2 separate regions of the Drosophila melanogaster genome follow, and region 1 is linked to region 2. A link is a contact called in public targeted proximity ligation data. All regions are on one chromosome and are shown on one strand. The core of a region is the stretch at or near the end of the contact, and the rest is flanking DNA. Distances in the headings are between cores, read along the strand shown. Region 1 holds the start of Fer2LCH (Ferritin 2 light chain homologue). Region 2 holds the start of sima (similar).

Region 1 (5,202 bases), core at 2,247-4,746, 330 kb after region 2:
CATGACCTGTCAATCACTCGAATCGACATGGACGTGGACATGGACATCGAAGGGGTGAATCGAGCACACATTAGCCGCAGGGCAGGGGGTGGATAAGGCCGATGTGTTTGTGGACATTTTTACAAGTGACTTATGAATTATTCCGTGCACTTGCTCCTGTCCATCTGCAAGTAGCACACTGAAAACTAAATACTAGTTTATTACTTATAACAATATTTGAGCAAAGGGGAAGAAATTACTATAAGAACCTCGTGATATATAGTAAAAGTGAATACAATTTTTTGCAGTGCAGTTAGCGTCTCGCTTTACTTCCTCTTTATGGTTGGCTTTTTGTGTTTTCCAATCAGATTAGCATGGTAAGGGGTTAAGAGTACGGGGTTACCACCGCTGGGAGGGGACCACATGAAAGGGTCAATAATGGGACTCGAGACGAAGATGCTGACATTTATCAAACGGAATATGCGATGCGTACAACCATTAGACACTGCCCACTGATGGACGTCGGACGATGGACAGGCGAGACGTGATCCCAGATACGGCTCATCAAGTGCATTGTCGTGGGACAATAAAGGGTTAATCGGCTAACAGAGAGATTGCAATATTATCTTCTGAGCAAATTGGAGTTGGGAAGACAGCAAAAATTAGCGAAAGTAGATCCAAATATTAAGTGTATCAATTGTAAGGCGTATCACTTGATTCCGCACTCTACTCAACTCTCCAAGGACCTCTGTAATCTGATAGGCTTACTGAACCAACAGAGAGTAGAAACAAAGTTTTGCTTTATTGTGATTTTACGAAATAACCTACAACTTCACCATTCCCAAAAACACAATTTCTTTTTCCTTAAACATTCCAGTTTTAAACACCTTTTTTACAGTTTTTTCGTTGTAAGTTGGCCAAAATATGTCACAAGGCTGAAAAACGCACTTTTTTAGTCAGCTGGGGTCCTCAGCTAAAGACCCATATCAATATTTGCTTTAATTTGGAAAAATAATTTTTCGGCCAAATTTCGCATTTTTTGTAAGGGGTAACATCATAAAAAATCGAAAAAATTTTCAAACCAAAAATTTCTCTAAATGAGTTACCCGTCGTTTAGGAATATTTTTACAAGTTCAACGAGGTATTCCACTCCACAATTGGACGTGTCTTTCCCAAGATATAGCACTTTTTCTGTGAAATCCCCATCGAAAATTATCAACAAGAATAAAATCACCCTCGTTTTCCATCTGAAAAAACTCCCTCAAAAACAAACGCATATACAGTTTATTTCGTTACATATATATTGTTATTTATTTAAGAACTTGCTCGTCTAATTGACAGAAAAATATAAAGATATAGGATGTATTGAATGGGTTGTGCTGAGTGTCTTACTATGCGAATGAGCGATTCCACTTAAGCCTAGGCGAAATCTCGGCGATTGCATAATGTGGAGCCCCCTCCCGAGGTGTACGGAAATCACAAGTGGTTGATAAGAAAGAACAGACGTGGAATTTTGCTGTGCTGGTTTGAGGATCGCAGTCGAACGGATAATTTATTGGCCAGTCGCCGACTTGGCTGGTGATGATTTAATAGCGGACCCTCGGGAAGGCTCTCTGGGCTGACAGATAACAGATAACTCGACTGGCTGATAATTTTGATGCGTGACTGGGCGCTGCGCCTTCTCTATCTCCACCTCCTTACAGGGTCTTGTCGAACAGGAACTCGCCCAGTTCGCCGTTGGTGTCCATCATCTTCTTGAGAGTGGTCAGCTTGCCGGCGAGCTCGCGCTGTCCGTGGAGCTGCTCCTCCAGATAGACACCGGTCAGGTAGTCCACCAGGTGGTAGTGGTTGTAGGGCTTGTTCTCGCAGGTCTGGATCAGCTTGCGGATGGACTTGGTCACCTTGATCTCCAGGTCGAGGGCGTCGGACAGGGCGGCGGCACCATCGGTCCACTCCTGCTTGGCCACAGTCTGTGGGGGATTCGCCAGGATTAGCTGGGCTTTTGGGTTTTCTAGGCGAGTCGTCGACTTACCGGCACATTGATCAGATCGCTGACTCCCTCGGTCAGTTGACCGCGCATGGACAGGTACTCCACCAGCTTGGATCCGTGCTCACGTTCCTCCTTGGCGGCCTTGAAGAAGTGCTCGGCGAATCCAGGGCGGTTGACGGTGTCGCGGGAGAAGTAGGCGCCCATGGCCAAGTACTGGTAGGAGGCGTTGATCTCCTCCTGGATCTGATTGCGCATGCCCTTTATGCAGGCATCCTTCATGTCCACCCAGTCCTTGGTAATCTCAGGAACAGCCAGGGAGCCTGCAATGGGATAAGGTTGGGTTAAGTCGGGGGACCACGATAACAATATATGGCTAGTATTCAGCTTTAAAAAATTTATTTTTGTAATCAGAACTTAGGTAAATTTTAATATTTTAAAAACCTTTGCACTCTTGGTCTTGACCTTCATGGCTTAGGTTTTGTTTTTCTTTTAGTTGATGCTCTTCTCGCTCCCTTTGAAGCTCTCTCACGAAACTCTTGCTTTCTTGCTTGGCTGAGGGGTAGGGCGTTGTTGGTTATTGCATTTAAGAGGGCGTAATTGCATAAACCTTTGAAATTGCGCTTGAAATGCCGCTATTCTAGGGCACAAAAACCGTGTGCAAAACTGTAATGGCCTACTCTCCCACTCTCTCTCTCTGTTTTTGTAACTGCATTGGTAACGTGCGCAGCTCTCGCCGCCATAGTAACGGCATTTGTTTTCGTGTAGTGCCGTGTGCAAAAAGCATGGTTCACCATGCTAGCTCACTCGGCCCGTAAAAGCCGTGTGCAAAGAGCGCCTTGAAATGTAACAACAAAAAGTCAAGCTTATTTATACCGCAATATTCATGGAAATGAAAGCGAAATTCGCATTATTTAATTATGAAAATTTATGTATAAAAACTGGTTATCATTTCCCCAAAGCGCAACGGAAGTATCAATAACTTTTAAATCAACTGGTTTGGTAACTTCACTTCATTGACGAAAGAGAGTGAAAGAGCGTCAAAGAGAAACGGCGCATGCTCTTTTCAACGCATTACAAATGTTTTGCTTCTCTTTGCGTATTGCGTCGAAATTTATTGTTTTTTTTCCGATGACCTGCCTTTGTTTTGTTTGAAATTCTGATGAATAAAACGTAACATTAGTACTTACACTTGAAATCTCCATAGGCCTGGGCCACCACGGCCAACAGGAGCAGGCTAGCAATTAGTTTCACCATCTTTGATCGTCGAACGTAGTCTTTACACAAAATCACAGAACAAAAATTTGTTTTTCACTTTAGTTTGATTTGCTTGAAATGCACAAATGAGAATGAGGCGACTCGAGTTGAGCTACAATGTTAAATAGGCGTTGAAATTGAAAATCTAGCTGCCTTTACACACACTGGCGCAGAAGGCGTCGCCTGCTTCAATTTGATGGGCTTGATTGGGATTATTTTCGACTTCTCGAATGCTTTCCAGTACCTTCTGCTGACAGCTTTAATCTGATTTTTCAGTGGAGCTAAGGCCTTTCTACGTTGTGTTTTAGCGAACTCGAAAGCGAACTGTCGCTCCGAACGGCGCACAAAACACTTTTAAGCGCGCGCGCTCTCGGTTTTTCTTCGTGTGTGTGTGAGTGATGGGAGAGTGTGCACTGTTATCTTTTCAACATGTCGCCCGTTCTTTGTTAACCGTTTAAATGGCTGATAATTGAATATTCCCGATAATTGCCGCACTCAATGTGATACACACGTCCTCAATATGGGTATACTTTGTATAAAGTCGGGTTTCCTAGTCAGATAATCCCCACTTACTAAGAAGTAAATTTATCAAATGCAATATGGCCGCTCTTTTGAGATGCGCATCAGCTGTTCTTTGTTTTTGTTTTGGCCGTGGGAGAGCACCACGTCATGTGTTGCCAGGCGGTTTAATTATTGCTGACAATTTAATTCACATTTTGTCAAGTTGATTTGCACGTTCGAAGGGGGGATCAGTCACCCACTTTGATAACTGCTAATATGGCGACGGCTCTTTTTTACGTGTCGCTTGCAGAGCTCCAAGAATGACACTTGATAAGAAGGATACATGGTGGGAAAACTTACAAATTACATAATTTGTTTGTTGATTGGGGAAACCCTACATTATCTCCGAACCCAGCAATAATATGTATTGTAAATAGCAACAGTCTCAAGCTCGATGCTGCTGTGAATTACCAATATATCAAAACTTAAAACATTATCTTAGGAGGTAGATGGTTTATCTGCAGTTTATTTTCAATTCTCATCGTTAGCTGATAAAACTCTCAGGAAACCACTTGAAATCCAAAGTGCAGCGTCCATATTTTGCACACGCTGACAACCCTGTCGTGAGTCACCTTCCAGCAGGCGCAGCAACAACAGCACTGGCAGCGGCCATATTTGAATGACACCGAAATCCCGCACTGAGCGCAAAACAACACATGCCCATGCACGCTCTCCAAAACCACACACACACAGCCATATCGATCGCATAGAAAGAGACGTACGCGACGCTATAAACAGCAGTTGATTTTCAGAGTTTCACCAAGAAGCACATAAAGCGATTGAATTATTAATAAAAGCACAGGCACTGGAAGTGAGTTTTAATATTACTAACTAACTACTTTGTGAGTGTTTAGTTACGAAAACTAGAAAATAATATTCTGGAAACTGTGTTTTTAAACCGACCACCATATAAATTTAAAAACCAAAACATTCCATTGGTGGTGGTTTTGTTGTTAAAAAAGAGCACAGAAAATTCAAGAAAACGCTACGACGCAAAACGAAAAAACTCGCCCAAAATGAAAACAAAAGTGTCTGTTTTCCAATTGTCAATTGTTGTGAAACTAATTTCCTTTGTTTTCGCCTCTCGAATTTGATTTTAATTTACAGTAAACCGTCGACATGAAATTTTTCGTTGCACTCGCTCTCTTTGCGTGCCTCGGCTCTCTTGCCTTGGCCAAGGATGATGAATATTGCCAGAACACTGTAATCACCGCATGCTCTACGTCAGCCTTTTCGGGTGAGTAAAGAGAGCGCCTCTAAGAGAGAGTGGCTAATCTGTGTTGTTGCTTTTTGTATCTTTGTAAAACATAATAATAAAAACAAGCGCTCACGGGCTTTTTCACAGGCAAGAGTAAGTGAAATATAGATTGGATGTATTTCTGCACTATCTCAGATTTCGTGAAAATGAACACTTTCCA
Region 2 (4,813 bases), core at 1,456-3,955:
GATAGAAGGTGCGAGCACTAAGGAAGCCCAGAGGCACCAGTTTGTTAGCCTCCGTGATGATCTGCTCCACCTTGCCGCCGCCCAAGCCGGGAATGGCCATCAGTTGCTTCTTGGTGGCATTGGCCACCGACTCCACGGTGTGCAGACTGGCCTGCTGGAGCAGCTTGATGTCCTTGGCCGTGATGCTGCCGCCCTAGGAGGAGGATATCGTAGGGAATGCCCATAATAATCCTGGTCGAGATCGCAGCCTACTCACTATTAACTTAGTCACGCTGAGTGGACCTTCTTCCTCCTCCTCTTCCTGCTGTGCCTGAACATTCGTTAGCTTCTCCATTTGACAGTTTCGAAGTTAAATTTGACTATTTGTTGTTTCGAGTTTCGTTATTTAAATTGCACGTCTTGCGTGAGAGAATTTCGACAAAGACTGCGCGGCGCGCAATTCACTGCAAAATCAGTTTGCCAATCGCCCCGAACGCACAAAACTCTATCACTACAGAGGATCCCGCTTAAAAGGAACGCGCAAGATCACCATGGCGAACTATTACTATTTCGACATCAAACTGTGAGTAGAATGATGTTCTGCGGTCATTAATATAAACTTGGTTGTTATTAAATTCAGTAAATATATTCATTTATTTAATAGTAAACTTCGGGATCCGACTGCAGTTGCTTTGACCCCATCTCTGTTTCGAAGCTGCGTTCTTGACGCCCTGGACAGTTTCTTCTGCGAGGAGAAACCCACACTGGAGATCGTGAAGTTCTGCGCCCAGCAACATCGTGTTATCTTTCGAGTGCCAGAGCAACTGCACGACATGACCCGCATATCCATTGAGCTCATCGGTCACTACCAGCAGATACCCTGTCATTTTGAGATCTTGGAAACATCCAAATCATCGCTGGACTTTGAGAAGAGCATTGAAAAGACTGTCGCGGTTGTGTCCGATGATTAGGACTAGCGAATTGTAATACTCAGTGTAATATACATTATAACCGTCATGAAGAATTTGAATTTGAATCCTAACTGATTTTACTGTGATCTGATTTTTTTGTCATTCACAACGAACTGAAATGATTTCTGTGATGGCTACTAAATGAGATTAAAAAGCGGAAAAACCCCATAAACTTGTAACCATTTTAATAAAATTGCATTTAAGTAGTTCCAATAACAATTTAAATGTTTTAATAAATGGCTATAATTTTAGCTATTTTATAACTACTCATGTCCGTTGTGAGCCGAGCTGGCATCTCTGGCGGCGCACAGCTGTTTGAGAAGCAGAAAGAAACAGCAAAAAAGGGGAGTAATTACATAAAAAAAACACACTGACCGGCAACTTTTGGACGACTTTTCCCGAAGATTCCGCCAAAAAAAGAGGGGCACTGGCACTTGCACCCAAAGCATGAGTGGTTACCAATATCTGGACGTGAAGATGTGAGTTCCGGGCACTCAGCCCCGCTCCTTAAAGCCCCGTATTTCCCACGTGCGCACGTGCATCATGCAAATATAATTAAGATAATTCACGTTTTTAATCGCCAGAAAACTCCGTGATCCAGACTCCGTGACTCTGACGCCCGTATTCTTCTGTGGCTGCATCCATAGCTCCTTGGCTAGTATTTTTGGCGAAATAGGTGGCCAGACCATACTGGAAATTGTGAAATTTAGTTCCAGCCAAAAACGCTCCATTCTCCGGGTGCCCGAGAACGTCCTGGATCGCGTTCGCGTAGCTATAGCCCTAATAGGATACTACCAGGAGGTGCCCTGCCATTTTCAGGTGCTCAGCACATCCCGAAAGCCCTTGGATTTTGAGGAATCCCCCGAGGAGTTTGTAGCATTTAACTAGCATTACCGCATCAGGATGTCATTCTCTTACTGCAAGGAGTACGGCAAGGACAAGGTGATTTTTGTGACCAAGGAGGACCATGCCACGCCCAGCACCATCGAGCTGCCGCCGCCGGAAAAGCCGGAGGGCGTGATCACCAAGGACGGCAAGATCAACTGGAGTTGTCCCTGCCTCGGCGGCATGGCCACCGGTCCCTGTGGCGTCGATTTCCGTGAGGCATTTTCCTGCTTCCAGAACAGCACCGCCGATCCCAAGGGATCGGACTGCTACGATGCCTTCACCAAGATGCGCGACTGTTTCCAGAAGTACCCCACCGTGTACAACAAATCTGGCGGTGATGACGACGACGATGATGGCTTGAGCGAGGCCTTGGACACGGATGCCGGTTCAGTTGGTGGCCAGAACGCGGATCCGCTGGCGGATGTGGGCAACAACGGAGGCGGCGATGAGCTGGTGTCCCCCAATAGCAGTTCAGTGGTGCCCAAGGCTTAGGTGGGAGTACATAAGATAAGAGCTAGGTGTGACTTCGTACAAAATAAATAAAACTTGTCATTAACTTCAATCCATCCCCACACTATCGATCGTGACTGGGAAACATTTATCAGCCAGATAGTCTGGAATTAACAGAGATATTGTTGAAACAGCATAGTGCTTATTTCAGAAATAAAAGATACTCGTTTTCTCAATTAAATTCTCGCTTTTTTTACAAATAGCGAAATACACAAATAAAAAAATGTAAATGTATCTTGTATTCACTGTAGCCAATAGGCCGTTATTTCCATATGTTGTGTATTTCTGGTATATACTCGAAGCGCTCCCACCTCGTTGGCAGTATTTTTCCACCCTGCTGCCACACTGTTTACGAAGCAGCAATCAAAGAAAACGGAAAAATAAAAGCGTATTAAGATTTCGTGTGGAAAGGAAAAATGCTGTAGGCGCAGTGTAAAATGCATATATTGCGGATAAATCGCGTTTGTGAGATGCTTAAACGCGAATTCAACATCAAGTCGGTGCAGAACTTCAAGGTGCAATAACAAAAATATCCGAATTATCGAAAAAAGCAAAGTGCAATTGGCCAGTTGAGACTACAACCACAATAACAACGACAACAACAGCAACAGCAGTGAAATAATAATATAACCTTGTGTTTTGTTTTTTGTGGCTCAAAAATCAGATATACACAAAGTTAATCGAGGTGAACGGTGTAAAAGTGATTAAATAATAACGGTTTAACAGGAAAACAGAGTTATAGTGTGTGCGAGTGTGTGTGTGCGTAGTGACAACAATACAAACGCAGAAACCAATACAAGCGCACAATAGTTTTCATACATAGGAAAACAACGAAAGTAACAGCGATAAATAATAGAAAACAACAACGAAGAGTCTCAAAAAGTGCTGGAAAAACTCGCGATAAGGAAAACAGGAACCTCCACATCGGCAGATCTTTTGAATGCTGCCGCACTTTGAAATCCGGAGACACAATGGTTTCATTAATTGACACAATCGAAGCGGCGGCCGAGAAACAGAAGCAGTCCCAAGCGGTGGTCACCAACACCTCCGCCTCCTCCTCCTCCTGTTCCTCTTCGTTCTCGTCCTCCCCACCATCTTCGTCCGTTGGCTCCCCATCTCCTGGCGCCCCAAAAACCAATCTCACGGCCAGCGGCAAACCAAAGGAGAAAAGAAGGTGAGTCACACGAATCTGCAATCCGGATACCGCCGATCTACAATCCCATCCGTTGGTTGGATCTGCCTAGATCGCTTGTTTGCCCATTGCATAAGCGCCTGCTTTCTTTTTCGCCCGCTCTTCGTCGCGATATTATTGCTCGTCGCGGCTTTCGTTGCCATCCGCCGCTTCTCGCGTTTCTTCTCAATTTCCTAGTGCGTATGCGGTATTTCGTTTATTTTAACAATCTGGAATCAGAATGTTGATACATCAATGGAATCTAGTGCCAATCGGGAATCCCTTACGTACAATGTTTATTCGTTTATTTTCACAAACTGGACACCTAACTTACACATACATTTCAGTCTTGACATTTAATTTATATTTCCACTCTATTAATTAATTAATTATCAACATTGATTGATTTTCTTTCGTTGAGGTCCTCATGGGTTTCGTATGCAATCAGTATCTTATAGATGAGTCAACCTTACTGCCTGATTTTGAGCCAAAAATAAGAGCGCTTTTAACCCTTACGGGAGCGAATTGCATTTCACTTAATGAATTTCAATTCCCGCCTGGCTGGAATTTGTGAACTTCCCTCAATGGGCGTCACTAATTGACGAAACAGGCATTGGGATATAATGGAAAGCCAATCATTAATCACGCGTTCAACTAATTTTTGCATTCGCGGCAATTATTATACGATCGATGGCGACGGCGAATCCAATGGCCGAGACCCGCGACCTTCAGGCTTTCAAAGACAAAAGTCGAGACGAACCGAAATCGTTCAGTTTGCATATGCATGGTTGGTTTCCGCTGTGGAATATGATATCTAGGGGGTATACGATAGGAGAATGAGTGCCCATTGCGGCAAGAAGAGAGGCCTGAAAACACTTGTTGCTATCTTGAGAAGGTTTATCCTTAAAGGGCTCACAAAGACAAGCCCCCCCGTTGAATGCGATTTATTTTTAGACGAGTGCATTGTTCTCTTTTTCCTTACGCACTTATGGGTTATTTTTAAGTGAGGCGAAAACCCAAAACACAATGAGGAAAACCTGTTCGATTATGCTGCCCCCCCTGCTCCAAGATCAACCCGTTTTTTTTCCTCGTGTTTCGTTTTGTTGGCTTTGTTTTATTTTCGTTTTTGGTCCACGCCCCTCCGAATACTTAAATTTATTTATTTTATAAGCCCATAAACCGATAAGTTTATGTTTCACTCAAGACATTTACATTGGATTGAAACAAAGTTTCGCTTTGGCCTACGTGACTACCGTAAAACTGCAGTAAAATAAGTGTGGAAAAGCCGAAAAGC

The links.
Region 1: a contact with region 2 is called in a targeted proximity ligation map of the Kc167 cell line, with 4 times the contacts expected there. A contact is called at or near these places in 1 of 107 Hi-C or Micro-C datasets (the Kc167 cell line) and 1 of 7 datasets of targeted methods (the Kc167 cell line).

Annotation. Positions count from the first base shown.
Region 1 is chr3R:30,384,308-30,389,509 of dm6, forward strand. It overlaps Fer2LCH (Ferritin 2 light chain homologue), which reads left to right and starts at 3,497. Exons shown (of 4, transcript NM_080063.4): 1 at 3,497-3,614; 2 at 4,273-4,595; 3 at 4,892-5,021. The coding sequence starts at 4,904. It overlaps Fer1HCH (Ferritin 1 heavy chain homologue), which reads right to left and starts at 3,871. Exons shown (of 3, transcript NM_080134.4): 1 at 3,157-3,871; 2 at 2,012-2,289; 3 at 1,266-1,949. The coding sequence starts at 3,223. The coding sequence ends at 1,677.
Region 2 is chr3R:30,055,606-30,060,418 of dm6, forward strand. sima (similar) reads left to right here and starts at 2,706. Exons shown (of 12, transcript NM_079845.4): 1 at 2,706-3,522. The coding sequence starts at 3,320. It overlaps CG7950, which reads left to right and starts at 1,254. Exons shown (of 2, transcript NM_170464.3): 1 at 1,254-1,429; 2 at 1,511-2,526. The coding sequence starts at 1,854. The coding sequence ends at 2,330. It overlaps Rpp14a (Ribonuclease P/MRP subunit p14 a), which reads left to right and starts at 1,254. Exons shown (of 2, transcript NM_001104507.3): 1 at 1,254-1,429; 2 at 1,535-2,526. The coding sequence starts at 1,398. The coding sequence ends at 1,838. It overlaps spn-A (spindle A), which reads right to left and starts at 432. Exons shown (of 1, transcript NM_170463.3): 1 at 1-432. The coding sequence starts at 100. It also overlaps Rpp14b.